Regions from separate parts of the Hordeum vulgare genome. Here region 2 is linked to region 1. A link is a contact called in public Hi-C data. All regions are on one chromosome and are shown on one strand. The core of a region is the stretch at or near the end of the contact, and the rest is flanking DNA. Distances in the headings are between cores, read along the strand shown. Region 1 holds the start of LOC123425813 (cysteine-rich receptor-like protein kinase 6). Region 2 holds the start of LOC123425814 (cysteine-rich receptor-like protein kinase 10).

Evidence for each region. A called contact is a pair of places that touch in the nucleus more often than the background predicts.
Region 2: a Hi-C map of leaf shows a contact between it and region 1, with 2.6 times the contacts expected there. The contact joins the promoter of LOC123425814 here to the promoter of LOC123425813 in region 1. A contact is called at or near these places in 4 of 6 Hi-C or Micro-C datasets (leaf and seedling).

Annotation. Positions count from the first base shown.
Region 1 is chr2H:196,544,403-196,548,889 of MorexV3_pseudomolecules_assembly, forward strand. It overlaps LOC123425813 (cysteine-rich receptor-like protein kinase 6), which reads right to left and starts at 1,993. Exons shown (of 7, transcript XM_045109548.1): 1 at 1,076-1,993; 2 at 409-540; 3 at 40-164. The coding sequence starts at 1,928.
Region 2 is chr2H:197,264,238-197,268,922 of MorexV3_pseudomolecules_assembly, forward strand. LOC123425814 (cysteine-rich receptor-like protein kinase 10) reads left to right here and starts at 2,587. Exons shown (of 7, transcript XM_045109549.1): 1 at 2,587-3,576; 2 at 3,695-3,832; 3 at 4,096-4,229; 4 at 4,319-4,529; 5 at 4,660-4,685. The coding sequence starts at 2,712.

The DNA of each region.
Region 1 (4,487 bases), core at 743-3,242:
CTTTCCGAAACATAAGCTGCATATGGTGTAGTTATGTACCTTATAAACCATACCAAATCCTCCTTTACCAAGCATTTTGCTGTTCTCAAAGTCATCGGTGGCAATTCTCAGTGTTGCTAGATCGAGAAGAAGCGAATCGATGTGTTGAATATCTTCTGAGGTAGCTGAATATGTTGAAGAATAAGTAGACAATGATGAAAAACAAGGCTTTAAGCTCTTTAGGAAATACAGTATATGATTCTGGTCCAACGTATGGATAAGCTTTGGTATTAAGATTTAAGAAAGCGATAACCGACTAAACAGGTTCTACTATGAACTGATCTAATCACCATCTGATGGATAATCAATTGAGTCATCACTTGACTGGCTCTTATTCCATAATTTAAAGTGCTTAAGATGAGGCCTTACAAGGTCGATACGCATCTTCTTCTGGTCTTGTCTTCCTCCGACAGAAAAAGTATACCACAACGCTGGCCAATATCATAGCAATTGTGGGCATCAGAATAGCTAGGACTTTACCTGTTCTATTTCCCCTTTTCTCTGCAAGTAAATATACATACCATCAAGTCAGTATACTTGTTAGTTATAACGTCAATCGGAATCGTGTAGTACATATATGTTGCTGTAAAACTTTGTAGTAGGATTTTTCATAAGAAAACCTTGTGAGTTTCAGAGCACACAAACCATTTGCAAGATTGTCTGTATTCAAGGATCATGTTCTTTCTGTATTTGCATCACACTGACAAAAAGTTAGCCAGTTTGCACATGTATATAAGTTCTTTTCGGTCGAGTAATTCTATAACTGACACGTCAAGAGCTCTGACGAAGGCATGATTCATGTCTTATGATGAGCAGGAATGGAACAAGCAGGTGTTGTTAACTGATTCAGAAGCTATATCAGGCTAATTCTGTTACTGATTAAATCCTGTTTTTGTCACAGAAATCAGAAAGTCTTATGTGGTTGCATGTTCTTACGTATGCACGCAATTGCACATCAAATGACAAATAAAATTCAGATTGCATAATTGCAGAAAACAATAGGAGTAAATGATTTCCCTTCGTACAGCCAACTCACCTCCTCCTTTAGTCACGGGTGGCGCCGACGAAGGAGGCCCCTCTACGAACTGCGGAAGCTGCACCAGCGGCCGCCCGGAGAAGAAAGGGTACACCTCGTACCGGAAGTTGCACCACACGCCGAACATCCCCCCTCCTGCCCTGCCTCTGAACAAGTTCGGCAGCTGCCCAATTATTCCGCTGAGGCAGCTCCGGCAGACGTCCGCCGTCTTTTCGGGCGCGCACTGCGCCAGCGCGTAAATCTTGGGGTTTCTCCTGTCGCCGAGGCCCTCTTCCCCCGTGCCGAACCGCCTGGACGAGTCCTCCACCGCGTGGTCCGCGGTGGCGTTGAGGAGCAGCCCGACGGCGGCGTCGAACGCCGGCGTGGCCACGACCCGGGAGCGCAGGAGCGTGTATGTGGTGACGATGTAGTCGTTGTCCAGGAGGAAGTTCCGGTTGGAGAAGCGGAGCTGGCAGAGGTCGTAGAAGATCATGACGTCCTTGTAGAGCGGGCACGCCCGCTGCGCGCCGCGGAAGGCGGCCACGACGCAGGCCTCGCAGGCGGAGGCGTTGGCGACGTCGCCGCGGCAGAGCGCCTGGCCGTAGACGATGTCCGGCACGTCGCCGACGTCCCCGGTGGCGTAGAAGGCGGGGGATAAGGAGGCGTTCCTGGGGAGGGTGGCGGAGAGAAGATGGATGTTGGCCTGGTAGGTGCTGTTGGGCGTGTAGTTGCCGCTGGGGGGATAGGGCCCGCAGGTCGGCCACGGAGGCGGCTCGTCATCGGCCGCGGCGAGTGGCGCGTGGAGGACGGGGAGGAGGAAGGTGGCAGCGACGCCGGCGAGGTACGGGGAGAAGCGGCGGTGGGGTTTGGCCATTGCAATCCGTCAGCGGTGATAGTACTTTTTCTTCGTCAAGAACAAAAACACAAAATCAAAAAGAGAAGAGGGGTTGTTCGGGTGTCCGTCCGTCGGTTCGGTGTATCATTAGCAGGTGGGGTCGGAGGGTTGACTGAAGCAAAGCATTTGTTGACTGATGGTGATCAGCTATTTGACGTTTCTTCAAGTTTTCTACTCGTAATTTGTATAATGCAATAATGGCCAACCATCCTAATACTGCCATACAGTTTATTTGACGTTTCTCCAAGTTTTCTCTGTTGATCTTGACACTCGTATGCCCATCACCGTCAGGCTAGCTATTCATCACCCTATTACTACCACATTTGACGCGGAGAAGAGCAGTAAAGGGCCAAAGAGAAAAAAAAACAATGCCCAAGCCGCCTCACTTGACCTATTGCATCATGCGTCACGCAATCTAAAAACATCTACAGTCACATCTGTTAGACAATATATCTCATGTATAATACGTGATTTGTATAACACGTTATAAAGCGTGCGTGCGTGTTGTGTTGATTAGGATTTCTTTATCTCATTATGTTTAAAATGTAGATAAGAGGAGATTGATCCTAACCTCTCTGATGTATATCTCTTCGTCATTGTGCCTATATAAACACGCACGCGTCCCTGCTAAGATGCATACGCTTCCAACCTTTTCACATGGTATAAGAGCCTACCTCTTTCACATCGATATGTCATCTTCCTCTTCAAGCTCCATCATGGCTTCCTCCCTTGCTGCGCTAGGTCATACCATTACCGAAAAGCTAGCTAGGGACAATTTTTTGGTGTGGAAGGCCCAAGTCCTCCCACATGTGTGCGCTGCTGGTGTCATGGGCTATCTCGATGGCACCATGGCCGAGCCGCCCGCTGTTTTGATCACCGAGACAGAGGTTTCAGGGAAGAAGGAGATCTCTTCGACTCCAAACCTACCCATGCTCTCTGGTATACGCAGGATCAGCAGGCCCTCACTTTTCTTCTTGCATCTCTGTCCCGCGATGTTCTTCTCTAGGTGCACTCCTCGTCTCTGCCACCGGCGTCTGGACTGTGATCCAGCAGATGTTTGCGTCCCACTCCAGGGCACGCCACATCCATCTACGTGGGCAACTCGGCAACACCAAGAAAGGAGACTCACTCGTTGCCCTCTACTTCACCAAGATGAAGGGCTTTGCGGATGAGATGGCGGCGGCAGGGAAGCCCATCGACGACGACGAACTGGTCTCCTACATCTTGCAAGGATTGGACTCGGATTACAATCCGTATGTCGCAGCCCTCTCCTCTCGTCCCGAGGCTGATCAAAAGATCGGTCTTACAAAACTTTTCTCGCTGCTAAACAATGCGGAGGCGCGCATCGACGCGCAGAACGACAGCGGCAGCAACGACTTCTCCATCAACCTTGCCTCCAAGGGCGGCTCCCGCAACAATAACTCTAGCCGCCCTACTATTGTTGGCTACGGGGGAGGAAGCAACCCTGGTGCTGCCTATGGTGGGGGAGGCAGTGGTGGCTTCTTCTCCAACAATGGTGGCGCCCCATCTTCAGGAGGAAGGGGGGATGAGAAGTGCGAGATCTGCAAACGTGAGGGGCATGCTGCTTGGCGCTGCTTCAAACGCTATGACAAGACCTTCAATCCTCCCCCCAAGCGACAAGGTAGTGGCGGTGGAAATAGCGGCGGGGGTGGCAAGAAATCTGCCAACACCGTTTCTGCTGCCTATGGTGTCAATACCAACTGGTATCTCGACACTGGAGCCACCGATCATGTGACTAGCGAGTTGGAGAAACTCGTTGTTCATGACCGGTACACTGGACCAGAACAAATCCACACCGCAAGTGGTCAAGGTATGGAAATTAAACATGTTGGTCATTCTCTGCTTCCTACTCCGCACAAATCCTTAGAGTTGAACAACATTCTTCATGTTCCCCAATCCAAAAATATTCTCTCTGGTTATCAACTCACTAAAGATAATGATGCATATCTTGTTGTTTACCCGGAGTTCTTTTCTATTCACGATCAGGAAACGGGGGCACAATTCTTCACGGACCAAGTAAGGATGGGTTGTATCCTGTTGCTGGCCAACCGGTTGCTCATGGATGGCACATCCTTGGAGTAACCAAGCCATCTACCTCTAGGTGACATAGACGTCTAGGCCATCCCTCCTTATCGATGGTGCAGGAAATTCTTCGCAAAAATAGTCTTCCAATGTCAAATAAAGTAGATCATCATCTTGTGTGTGATGCATGTCAAATGGCTAAAAGCCATCAATTACCCTATTCTCGTTAACTAGTGTATCTCAAGCTCCTTTAGAGCTCATTTTTTCTGATGTCTCGGGCCCTGAGCCTCTTTCAGTTGGTAGACAAAAATACTATGTCAGCTTCGTCGATGATTTCAGCAAATTTAGTTGGCTTTATCTTATCAAAAATAAATCAGATGTCTTCTAGAAATTTCATCTTTTTCAAGAACTTGTTGAACGTTTGTTTGGTCGTAAAATCATTGCTATGCAAACTTGGCGAATATCAAAAGTTGAATCATTTTTTTGCACGCCTTG
Region 2 (4,685 bases), core at 1,337-3,836, 720 kb after region 1:
TAATCACTGCGGAGGACCGCCGCATCCAGGCAAGGCGGGACCGCCACCTCCTCATCACCGATACAAACAAGCAGGCCATGGAGGTGTGGTGCGATTGCTTCCCGCAGGATGTCCTCGACGAGCATGAGTTCTGGTCACGACAGAGGGTGGTGCGATCCGCGGGCCGGGCGAAAAGGCGTCAGCGGAAGGCTGCAGTTGTAGCACACTGCAATGTGGGGCACGCGTCGACATGGAGTAGTGATGATGATCACTCGCATGACGCCTTTCTCACGTTGGAATACACCACCGAGGAGAGCGGGGGGGTAGTAGTTAGCTATCTAGCTTATGTATCGTTTGGACTTGAACTATGTTTTTATGAACAATGTTGTGAACTATTTTATTATTGATTTATTTTATGCTTTTGATTTTTTCATGATTTAAAAAATGGAAAATGAGGTTTGTGCTAAACGTGGATATTTTAAATTTAACGTGTTTGTTGGAGCGACAACGTCCCGCTTTATTTTGTGGCATGTGCTGGAGCTAACGCATTACCTATTCAGCAGTGTAAATGTTTTTTAACGCGCCGCCCCGTAGGGCGGGGTTGGCATTGCTTAGAGAAACTCCAACGGGCCAACCCAAACGAACGGCGAATTTGTCCGTTTTTGTCCGTTTGGGTCGGCTGCCCGCACCGCGTCCGCCCTGTTTTATATTTGGGTCGGCAGTGCGCCCAACGCGTGGCCCCATTTCATGCCCGCAATTAACATATTAAAAAAAGGGCCCGCGGCTGATCATGCGAGCGGCCATGTTTCATGCCAACACCGACATACAATGCCGACTTCAAAAAATAGCACCACAGTTCTGCTGGCGCACTCGCGAGCCGGCTCGCACACATGCCAGCACACAAAAAGAGTGGGACTTGAGTTCAACCATGCCATCGCGACCCCTCCTGGTCATGCCAGTACACCTGCAGGCATCCAAAAAAGATGGCGCTCGCCGCCATAGATTACTCCTCGTCGAACTTGAGCATGTCGGCCTGCATCTTCTCGAACCACGGCCTCTTCCTTGGTGACACGGTGTTGAGATCCACCTTCATGATCTCCACCCGGTCATCATGCTCGCGAGAGCCACTTCTTTGGCCTTGGTCTTAGTGTTGGCGGCTTCGATCTCTAGCATCTTGGCTTGCTTCTCCGCCTCCATCTCAAGCATATCCGTGCTTGTTTCTCCGCCTCCATGTCAAGCATCCTCCTTTGGATATCCAAGAAGGCGTTTATTTGCTCTTCTCTTTCTTGCCGGCACTTCTCCTCCCTTGAGTCCTTGGTGATCATGCCCTCCATGGTTGCGATCAAGGCGATCGATGTCGCATCCCGCTTGTCCTCCTTCTTGGAGTTGGTCTTCCCCCTCGACCGAGCCTTCTCGTCGTCCCCAACCTCCTCCGCGCCTTTCTTCCCACCATGCGACCTGAGGCCGACATATTGCGCCTTGAACTTCTCCTCGTCCTTGATCACCCTAAAGCAATGGGAGAGGTTGAAGCACTTGCCGTTCTGTTGGACCTTGAATGCCTCCAAAGCTTGAAATGCCTACAAATGTATTTCATGCAAGCATATTGGCAAAATGATATGCAAACGAACACCCAAAAGCATATACTTGATGACACAAAAAGAGGGCGGCTTGCTAGCATACCATGTCTAGCACGCCGATGCCGCTCACGGGGCGGGCCTTGACGCTCTCAAGAGTGGCACAAAACTTGTTGCGCTCTTGTTGGGTCACCCTCCAACGCTTCGAAATGGACACACACCCACGCGCGCTTGCTATTTGATACGGCGGAAACTTCTTGCGCTCATGGAACTCACGATGAACACGAATCCAAACGGTTGAATGCTTTTGTTCGACGCCCGTCTTGGGGTCTTGCCCAATGTCTCTCCAACACTCGCAAAGAAGCTTGTCCTCGGTCGCCGTGTATGCCTTGGCTCGCTTGCTCTTGCGCTTCGGTGCCGTCCCGTCCGCTTGGTTGGCGAGCTCGTCCTTAAACAAAGGCTCCGCTTCGATGTCGCACTCGTCCTCTTCCTCTAGCCCGTAGTCCTCCGGAAACTCATGGTTGAGAGGGAAGCCGTCTAGGTCCAGGCCGACCTCGTCACGCATGAAGGTGGAATCCAGGACGAGCACTATCCCAAGAGGCGGGAGGCATGCGGGTAGACGTGGAATCCGGGCACCGGGTTGCAAACCGACGCGCCGGACGAGTCGGGCAGCAGCGTCCGAAGAAAGGCGGATGAGCCGGTGCTGACCGCGACGGCCACGGCGGCGTTGACGAGGCCGTGTTGGCTAGGGTTTAACCCTCGAATGAAGAGCGTCTCCCTCGTTGCCGTCGCGACGGAGACGTTGGTGACTTGCTGCTGCATAATTGTATGATTGCCCCATTAGAATTGCTCTTAACACTTGTATGATTGTATCACTGAGTTGCTCTAACACTCGTACCCCGTCAGGGCGTACCTACCAGAACACCTGACGCAGAAAAAGGCCAAAGAAATAAATGACCAAGCCACCTCCCTTGACCAATTCCACCATGTGTCACGCTTCCGCTCGGTCACTCCTTTCGCCATCAGCTGCTACTTCTGTTCCTCCGTCAGCGTCGAGCGTGGAAAATCGCCGATCGCGGCTCTTCTATTTTACTCGAAACTGCAGGTACGCCCCGTACTATACCACTATACGGCGACACCACTCAGCAGCTCAGCTCCATGGCGATGGTGGTGATGCGCATGCGACGCACCCTTGCTCTCTGTCCCTGTCACAACCTCGCCGCCGGCCTCCTCCTCCTCGCGTTCCTCCACGCGCCGCTCGCCGGAGCGCAGCCGCTGCCGTGGCAGCTCTGCGACACCGCCGCCCGGAACTACACGGAGGGCAGCGCCTACCAGGCCAACATACGCGCCCTCGCCAGCGGACTCCCCGGGAACGCCTCCGCGTCCCCGGCGCTCTTCGCCAAGGGCGCCGCCGGCGCCAAGCCGGACGCCGTCTACGCTCTCGCGCTCTGCCGCGGCGACACCAACGCCTCCTCATGCGCGGCCTGCGTCGCCGCCGCCTTCCGGAACGCGCAGCAGCTCTGCGCCTTCAACAGGCACGCCACCATGTTCGACGACCCCTGCATCCTCCGCTACTCCGACCAGGACTTCCTGGCCAACGTCACCGACAACAGGGGCAAGTTCGTCGCGTTCAACGGCAACAACGTCAGCGCGGGCGCGGCGGCCACGGCGTTCGACGCCGCCTCCGGACGGCTCGTCAACGCCACCGCCTACTATGCTGCCGGGGACCCGACCCGGCGGTTCGGCACGGGGGAGGAGGGGTACGACAGGACGTACCCCAAGATTTACTCGCTGGCGCAGTGCACGCCAGACATGGCGGCGGACGACTGCCGGAGCTGCCTCAGGGACATAATCGAGAAGTTTACCCCACAGTACTTCGTGGGGAAGCCGGGCGGGAGAGTCTTCGGCGTGCGATGCAACTTCCGGTTCGAGACCTACTCCTTCTTCTCTGGACGCCCACTGCTGCAACTCCCGGACGTGCTGCCACCGGCACCAGCGCCAGCGCCAGCGGCGGCCGAACAAGGTGAGTGTCTGAAACACATATGATTGCTCTTTCGTGCTTGATTGGTGTCACTTGGATGGTGGAACACTTGTCTGCAGTCTGCACTGCACTCTCTGAAATCCGCACCATTTGTTTGCAGAGGGAACAAGAAATAGGACAGGATTGGTCTTGGCCATCACACTACCTATAGTTGCTGCACTACTACTCATTTCAACGTGCGTGTGCTTTTGGAGGAGGAGAAAACCGGTAGAAAGAAAGCCGTCAGTACCACTACCATGTAAGCTACTGAGTACTTACTAATTTGTGAATTGGCCTAACAGCAGGGGAATGTTGACTCGCTGGTTACCTAAATTTACTCAAAGTTAAAGTTCATGATGGTCTCTTGATGTAGTTAAACACGCACCATCCAATCAACCAATGATGCAATCGCACTACCTGAAAAGCAAACATTCTAAGTTTCTAACTATCGGAACCACTCATGCTCAATTGACTGCATTTCAGCTATATGCTGATCACTGTACACCTTCCTTGTTGCTACAGATTCAGCTGCTAATCCAGATGACATCCAAAGCATCGATTCCCTCCTTCTGGACCTATCGACCCTGCGGGCTGCAACAGATAACTTCGCTGAGAGCAACAAGCTTGGTGAAGGAGGGTTCGGTGCTGTTTACAAGGTGCCAATCATACATTCAGAGTACTAGCTAACTAGCATTATGCAAATTTCATGTTGGTTGTGCACATCTGTGTTGACCGGATTGCACAGGGTGTCCTTTCTGAAGGTGAAGAGATAGCCGTGAAGAGGCTGTCGCAGAGCTCCACGCAAGGAATAGAAGAGCTGAAAACAGAGCTGGTTCTGGTCGCTAAGCTTCAGCACAAGAACCTTGTGAGGCTCCTTGGCGTTTGCTTGGAAGGACAGGAGAAGCTGCTCGTGTACGAGTATATGCCAAACCTGAGCCTCGACACCGTTCTCTTCGGTACTACTACGTTCCATCAGTTCTCTGTCGTCTGTGCAGCCATGTTTGATATGATGAGAGCACTAGCTAGCTACCACGTAGTGGCTCCGAGTTACTCCTTCTGATGGTCGTTTCCTGGTCCCGTTGGCAGATGCAGAGAAAAGGAAGGACCTGGAC